Regions from separate parts of the Macaca fascicularis genome. Here region 2 is linked to region 1. The links are chromatin contacts, called in public Hi-C maps. All regions are on one chromosome and are shown on one strand. Each heading gives the region's core, a stretch centred on a gene start, on an enhancer-like site or on the middle of the called end of the contact. The rest is flanking DNA. Distances are from core to core; before and after follow the strand shown.

What was found. A called contact is a pair of places that touch in the nucleus more often than the background predicts.
Region 2: a contact with region 1 is called in a Hi-C map of liver, with 3 times the contacts expected there. The contact joins the promoter of LOC102146680 here to the promoter of LOC102142224 in region 1. A contact is called at or near these places in 2 of 2 Hi-C or Micro-C datasets (liver and skeletal muscle).

What each region holds. Positions count from the first base shown.
Region 1 is chr10:28,260,304-28,263,968 of T2T-MFA8v1.1, forward strand. LOC102142224 (glutathione S-transferase theta-2B) reads left to right here and starts at 2,076. Exons shown (of 5, transcript XM_045364386.2): 1 at 2,076-2,299; 2 at 2,931-3,018. The coding sequence starts at 2,188. It also overlaps the pseudogene LOC135965472.
Region 2 is chr10:28,470,674-28,474,338 of T2T-MFA8v1.1, forward strand. LOC102146680 (sushi domain-containing protein 2) reads left to right here and starts at 1,811. Exons shown (of 15, transcript XM_045364327.3): 1 at 1,811-1,925; 2 at 3,371-3,581. The coding sequence starts at 1,850.

The sequences.
Region 1 (3,665 bases), core at 826-3,325:
GACTCTACCTATTTCATTCTCACACAGGGTGCCACCCCTGTGCTGGGCACTGCGAAGTGCTCTGTACATATTAATTGGGAGTACTCATTTCCAAAACATGTACACATTTGATAAAAACAGTGTGCATGTTGTGTTGATGTGTGCTTACTTGATTATTACTGAAGTTAAACATGTTTTCATCCATGTATTGACCATTTCTCTCTGTCCTTCAATGAAACATCTGCTGATTTCCTTTGCTCATTTTTTTCCTCTCTTTGTCTGATGAGTTTCTCTTCTTTTTGTTTGTTCATTTGTTTGTTTTGAGACAGTCTCACTCAGTGGCCCGGCTGGAGTGGAGCGGTATGATCTCAGCTCACTGCAACCTATGTCTCCAAGGTTCAGGTGATTCTCCTGCCTCAGCCTCCCGAGTATGCCACCGCACCCGGCTAATTTTTGTATTTTTAGTAGAGACGGGGTTTCACCATGTTAACCAGGCTGGTCTCAAACTCCTGACCTCAAGTGATCCACCCACCTCTGCCTCCCAAAGTACAGGGATTATGGGCGTGAACCACCACACCCCGCCTGTCCGATGAATTTCTAAGAATATCTTAAAGAATATTACTTCCTTCTGACATATCTTTTACCAAGATCCTTCCCAGTTTTTTGCTTAAGTTTGATCCATTTTTTTCTTCCACAAAATCTCCGTGTATATGTATTAGTTTTTTCCTTTGTTCAGTTCTTCCACTGTTCTGAGGCTTAGAAAGTCCTTTTATACCGAGACATCAGACAAACAGATCCCATGAGAGTAGCTGGGATTGCATGTGTGGGCCACCCCTCCCGGCTATCACTTCCTTTCTCTGAGTCAGCTTTTCTCTCTGAGACTTGCCTACTCCATGAACTCAGGAAATGTCACTACAGGTGGCCCCAGCTCCCATTTACCTCCCCATAGGGAGCTCCTCTCTCCAGCTCCAATTTCAAAACCCCCAAGGAAGCGTTCTGGTTCACTCGCTTGGGCCACTGGCCAGAGGGATGGGATACTCGGAAAGATTCAGCTAGAGTGCCGGACCCAGCCCTGGACCAGCACTGTGCCCCATGGTGAGATGCCAGGGCTGGGATTCAGGGAGAAGAAAGGAGGTTCCTGCGCAGTCATTCCTGCCTTCTGCGGCTGCGGGCTCCCAGCCCCGTCCTGTGCACGAAGCGGGAGCTTCTGCTGTCTGGCAGCAGCTGCTCTGCAGGGGATGGTAGAAAGTTCATCCTTGGCCGGGCGCGGTGGCTCACCCCTGTAATCCCAGCACTTTGGGAGGCCGAGGCGGGCGGATCACAAGGTCAGGAGATCGAGACCACGGTGAAACCCCGTCTCTACTAAAAATACAAAAAATTAGCCGGGCGCGGTTGTGGGCGCCTGTAGTCCCAGCTACTCGGGAGGCTGAGGCAGGAGAATGGCGTGAACCCGGGAGGCGGAGCTTGCAGTGAGCCGAGATCGCGCCACTGCACTCCAGCCTGGGCGACAGAGCGAGACTCCGTCTCAAAAAAAAAAAAAAGAAAAAAAAAGAAAGAAAGTTCATCCTTAACCCCAGCTTTCCAGTCAAGGTTCCCACCAGTCTGGACACCTGCAAGTGTCACATGCCGCTGGGTGAAACTCTAAGATCCCTTTTAGAGGATCCCATTCGCTCCCTCCCTTCCGCCGCCTTGCAGCGCCGAGAAACAAAGCTCTGAAAGAACCATCAGATATCCGTACGCTGGGGCCTTTCCAGGATGGCGGGGCCCCGTCGTTTCTGGGTCGGGATGACGCCTGGAACCAGGCGGGGTCCCTGGCACCGGGATCCCGAAAAGCAGACTTGCTTCTCCTTGTCCAGCTCGTTCCTCTTTCCCTTGCAGTCGGCCCCCTGCATCTGCCGTCCTCCCTCCCAGTCGAGGGCCCCCAGCTCCAACTCCACCCTCCCATCTGTGCGTTCGTAGCGACCGCCCTCCCTGTAGCGGCACACGGACCTGGTGGTGGAGTCTTGGTCTCCAACAAGGCTGGCCAGGATTGGACAGAAACCGAAGGGGCGAGGCGGGTCCGGGGGTGCTGCGCTCCAATTGGGTGCTGTCCCAGGGAGTGGGGCCTGAGCCCGTATTTCCCGCGGCTGCCCTGAGCCTGCCACAGCCGCTGCCCACACCGCCATCAGCGCCTTCACTGCCATCCCCGCTGTCCTTGCAGCCCCCGCCATGGGCCTAGAACTGTACCTGAACCTGCTGTCCCAGCCCAGCCGCGCCGTCTACATCTTCGCCAAGAAGAATGGCATCCCCTTCGAACTGCGCACTGTGGATATTATCAAAGGTGGGCCCAACCCGTTTCCTCGCGTGTCCACAAATCCAGTGCACCCCCAGGCCCCTTGCCCTGTTCCGCCCTGAGCGTCTCGCCGCCCGCACAGCCCCCTCACCTCCTCCTGCAGCGTCTGCCACCAGAGAATGCTGTCGATTGAGTGACCTTGGAGGGATCACAGCCTTCTCTGAACCTTAGCTTGCTTTCTGAAAAGGAGGATAATGTTGCCTTCTGTTCTGTAGGGGTGGAAAGAAAATACTTAATGGAGTTTTCAGAATTCTTGCGTGGAATGCACGCATTTAAATTCACAAAGCCCGGAAAACGTTGGGAAGGACGTGCTGTTGTAAGAATTAAGAGATGGGAAGAGATGAGCCACCCCAGTTTGCCTCCCTTCCCCTGGCCCACCAGAGTCCTGGCTAGAAAACTTCTCTGCATCCACCTGCTGCACCTGGCCCCACCCACCAAAGCCCCCCAGCTGCCCCAGAATGTGGCAGGGCAGGGAGGCCCACCCAGGGAATGGGGTTGATCCAGCCCTCTGGAACCAGACCTTGCTGTTTCTCAGGGGTGTGGAGCTCTGCTTGGGGAGGGAGAGGGAGGGTGGAGAGGTGCAGCTTTTTTACTCTGAAGACCTTGTCTGACTCTTCAGGGCAGCACAGAAGCAAGGAGTTCTTCCAGATCAACAGCCTGCAGAAAGTGCCTGTGCTCAAGGATGGTGATTTCATCTTGACCGAAAGGTGCCCTCCTTCCCTCTCCCCTCCCACATCCGGAGCACATGTGACCCTGGCTGTCCCCACTGTGGGCCCTCCCATACCCCATGGGGCAGCAAGAGGAAAGGAGAGGGATCTGGGGAGAAGGTACAGCTTGGGGTGTGCCTGGGTTGAGCAGGGGCTGACAGAGCATGTCCCCGCACCTCTCATCTTTGGTGTCATCTGAGCCCCAGGGCCTCTCTGCTCCCAGACTGAAGGATATTGGAAGAGAAGACAAGGGAACATTTTTCCAGTGTTGCACAGAGTGGGTTCAACAAATGCAAGCTGAAAAGAGCCTCTAGGCCGGGCGCGGTGGCTCAAGCCTGTAATCCCAGCACTTTGGGAGGCCGAGACGGGCGGATCACAAGGTCAGCAGATCGAGACCATCCTGGCTAACATGGTGAAACCCCGTCTCTACTAAAAATACAAAAAACTAGCCGGGCGAGGTGGCGGGCGCCTGTAGTCCCAGCTACTCCGGAGGCTGAGGCAGGAGAATGGCGTGAACCCGGGAGGCGGAGCTTGCAGTGAGCTGAGACCCGGCCACTGCACTCCAGCCTGGGCGACAGAGCGAGACTCCGTCTCAAAAAAAAAAAAAAAAAAAAAAAAAAAAAAGAAAAGAGCCTCTAGTGACTTGT
Region 2 (3,665 bases), core at 561-3,060, 210 kb after region 1:
GGAAGGCGTAAAGGGCTGGGCACCGCCCTTGTGGAACCAGAGGCTTGGCGGCCCTAGATGGTTCTGGCTGAACCCGCCTTCGGAGGGCTGAGATGAGCTGGCCAGCCGCAGTTACTCAGCTGACGCCCCCTCCCTGCAGGGCCTGGGGTAAGGAGCTTCCCAGACTGCACACCTAGCCCCCACCGCACTTCCATCATCTCCGGACACACACAGCAAGGGTGCCCAGGCCAGAAACAGGAAGCAGCAGCTCTTCGTCCTCCTGTTCCCGGGAACCGTCTCAGCCAACCCCCAACACCCCTCCCTGGATCCTCACCTCAGGGACACCTCGGACCCTCCCCTGCACCCAGTACTGTAGGGAGAAACCTCAGCCCTGGGCCCGGGATGAGTGCCCTCGCCAGCCTGGGATCAGGAGACAGGCTCTCCCTGGCTCAGCACCTGAGTGTCCACTCACAGGACACTCACCTGCAGAGATGCCCTGAGCGCCGTTGTGGGTTAAGGGACTTTCTCCCCTCTGGAAACAGTCGCTGGGAAGCTGAAGGTCTTGAGGGCCTCTCACCAAATGTCTTTGGGAGGTGGGAAGACATCAAATGTGGGTGTGGCTTCCCTGGAACAGCTGTGTGTGAGGACTCAGGAGCCAAGTCCCCCAGCGCACGCCTCTAACACCTTCAGTAAGGGCCAGCCCTCTGGAGCCACAGGTGGCTGCCAACACGCTGTGGTTCCCAGCAGGCACCACCCAGGCAAGAGAGAGAACAGGCCGGGGAACAATGGACTGGCCTGGCCCCAAGTGCTGGGCAGATCAGAGACCAGATGGCCTAAGCTCATGCCCTGGGGCCAGCTCTGACTCCCTGCAAGTGTGGCAAGAGTCCCTTTTGGACACCTTGAGAAGCTGCAGCTGGGAGAGGACCACCCGCCTGTCTGGACATCCAGCCCAGATGGCAGGGCCCAAGTGACCAATCCCAGGCCACAGCCCTTACGGCCCACCCTGGCTGCAGGGGCTCCCAGAAGCCACCAAGGGCCTGACTTGGCCTTGCCTGTCCACATCTGAGCTTCAGTTTCCTCATCTGCTCAAGAAGGGGAGGGAAACACTGATTAGATTATGCAAACTCTGAGTGGCAGGATTAGGTGTGGCTGGGAGAGTCAAGGCTCCCCAGTGTGGTGGCATCTCTGGAGCCCGGGGATGGGCCCTGTCTCCCTTCTGGCCCCCCAGCTGGGCTTGAGTACTTCCTCTCCCCTCCCTCCTTCCTCCCTCCGGAGGGGTCCCCTGCAGAGCTGCCTCAGCCCCAGGGCTCAGCCTGTGTCTGACCCAAACAGCTCCCGCATCCCGGGAGGATGAGTTGGGAGCACCTCCTTCCTGCAGGAAGATGAGGGCTAGAGATGGAGGTCAATGTCAGGGCCACAGAGGCTAGACTCCTGCCTGGAGCTTAAACAGCCCTGCCTTACCCACCCTGTGCATCCCATCCTCTGCTGCAGCCCCGCCCGGCACACCCTGCACACAGGGCGGGGCTGGGACCCGGGGTCTGAGCTTTGGCCTCTGGACATCCGGCTCATCGCCTGCCAAAGGCCCTACAGCTGGAGGCTCCAGCCTCCTCACCCTCCCACAGGGTCCCAGGGCCGACCCATGCCTGCGGGCCAGGAATGTGCTAACGGGGCAGGTTGGGCCTTGCTGGTCCACGCAGGCACCTGTGGACTTTGAGAGGGGACCCGGCGGGGAGGGGCGAGGAGGGGCGGGGCGGGGCGGGGCGGTGCCGCAGAGTGCAGGGCGGGCGGGGCCAGGCCGGCTGGGAATGAGCTTCTCTGGCCGCCTTGCCTCAGAGCCACTGCACTGCTGGCTGCAGACACAGACTGCACCATGAAGCCAGCCCTCCTGCCCTGGGCCCTGCTGCTGCTGGCGACAGCCCCCGGCCCAGGCCCTGGACCCGCAGCAGGTATGCCTCCCTGCCCTCCTGTGCCCCCATCTGTCTGTCCATCTGGCTGCAGCCAGGCCTGGGCAGACCACCCTCTGGGCTCAGCCTCTGTCCACCTGTCAGGCCATCTGTGGCTGTGCTAGGGGTGGTGGGAAGAAATTCTGAGGGTCCATGTCGTGGGGCAGCCCATGGGGATGGGAGATCTGAGCCAGGCCCACCCTAAACCCGCTGGGAGCTAGGAGGGAGGCCGGGGAGACCAGCAGAGGCCTCAGCCTGCGTCCCCAGTCCTGACAGGGCGGGATCGCGGAGGGGGAGCCAGGATTGTGGGTCCTCATCAGGGTGGGGCTGAATCCGGGAAAGTCTAGGGGAAGCCCCGAACTCTAGAACCAGGACACTGGCCACAGGCCACCCCCCACCCCACTTCCCATTCACCCTCCTGCCACTTATCTCACTTGCAAGCATCTCTCGGCCTCCTTCCCCGACCCCTGTGCGCCACCACATCCTTGGCCAGTACATATTTATTGTTGTTCTTAAGTGCCAGGCACTGCACTTAGTGGAGTGGGGCCAGCGGGGTGGCTCAGGCCTAGGCCTGGCCCTTGACTGGCCTCTTTTGATGGGGGATGGGGAAGGGCCAGGGACGTACGATTCCGTCTTGGGTGCAGGTACCTGCCCCAGTCCCTCCCTGCAACCCTTCCTTTATGCCAACCCCTGGAAATATGGCCCTGCCGCAGGTCTCATGGCCCATAGGAGATGCTTTGGGCCCGGCGCTCACAGCCCCTCACGGTGTGCACCCCCACTTCCCTTTCCCCACTGCTGGGACCCCTGCTTAAAATGTCCCTCCTCTCCCCAAAAAGGAGGGGAGCAGCCCTGGCCTTCTGCCCTGAGGGCGGGGTTCTCTTTGGGGTCTCAATTGCAGTCCCTGGGAGAGTGAGAAGGGTCAAGTTCAGACCCTGCACCATTCCCTACCAGGCCTCGAATGGGACTCTTGGCAGCCATGCCCCCCACCCCAATCCAGGCAAGCAAGAGGGGTTCTGCAGGCTTCAGGCCCCTCGGAAGGTGCACTGTCCACAGACACTCTGGGGAGCCAAGAGAGGTCGAGGGCTCCGGCTACCGTGGCCCTCTGAGGACCCCCACCTGTGGGATAGAGGACTTGGTGGCTGAAGTATAGTCATGCCCAGGGGCTTCTCCTGACCCTGCAGGGCTGAGCGGATGCAGCCTTTTGCCTCTTCTCGCTGCATTCTAGCCCGTCAGGGCAACAGCCAGATGGTCTATGCTAAGATTCATCCTATCCCCACGGGCCCTGTGCCTTTCTACCATGTCCACGTGGTGGCCAGTGCAGTTCCCAGCCAGCGTTCTCCTGGGATGCTGCTGTCCAATGGGCTGTGGGAGGAACAGAGACAGGCCTTGCACGTGGGGCAGCCAGTCCGGCACCTGCCAGGCCAGGCCCTCAGCATCCTCTCCTCCAGATGCCCAAGACAGCTGCTCCATGCGCTGTGGCGCCCTGGACGGTCCGTGTTCCTGCCACCCGACGTGCTCCGGCCTTGGCACCTGCTGCTTAGATTTCCGGGACTTCTGCCTGGAGATCTTGCCCTACTCAGGCTCTATGATGGGCGGCAAGGACTTTGTGGTGCAGCACTTCAAGATGTCCAGCCCCACAGACACCAGTGCGATCTGCAGGTTGGGAAGCCCAGGAGGCCGGGCACCGGGGCCCCACACCCCCATCCCCGTGCGTGCTGAGGGCTCAGACCCACTGGCTGGCTG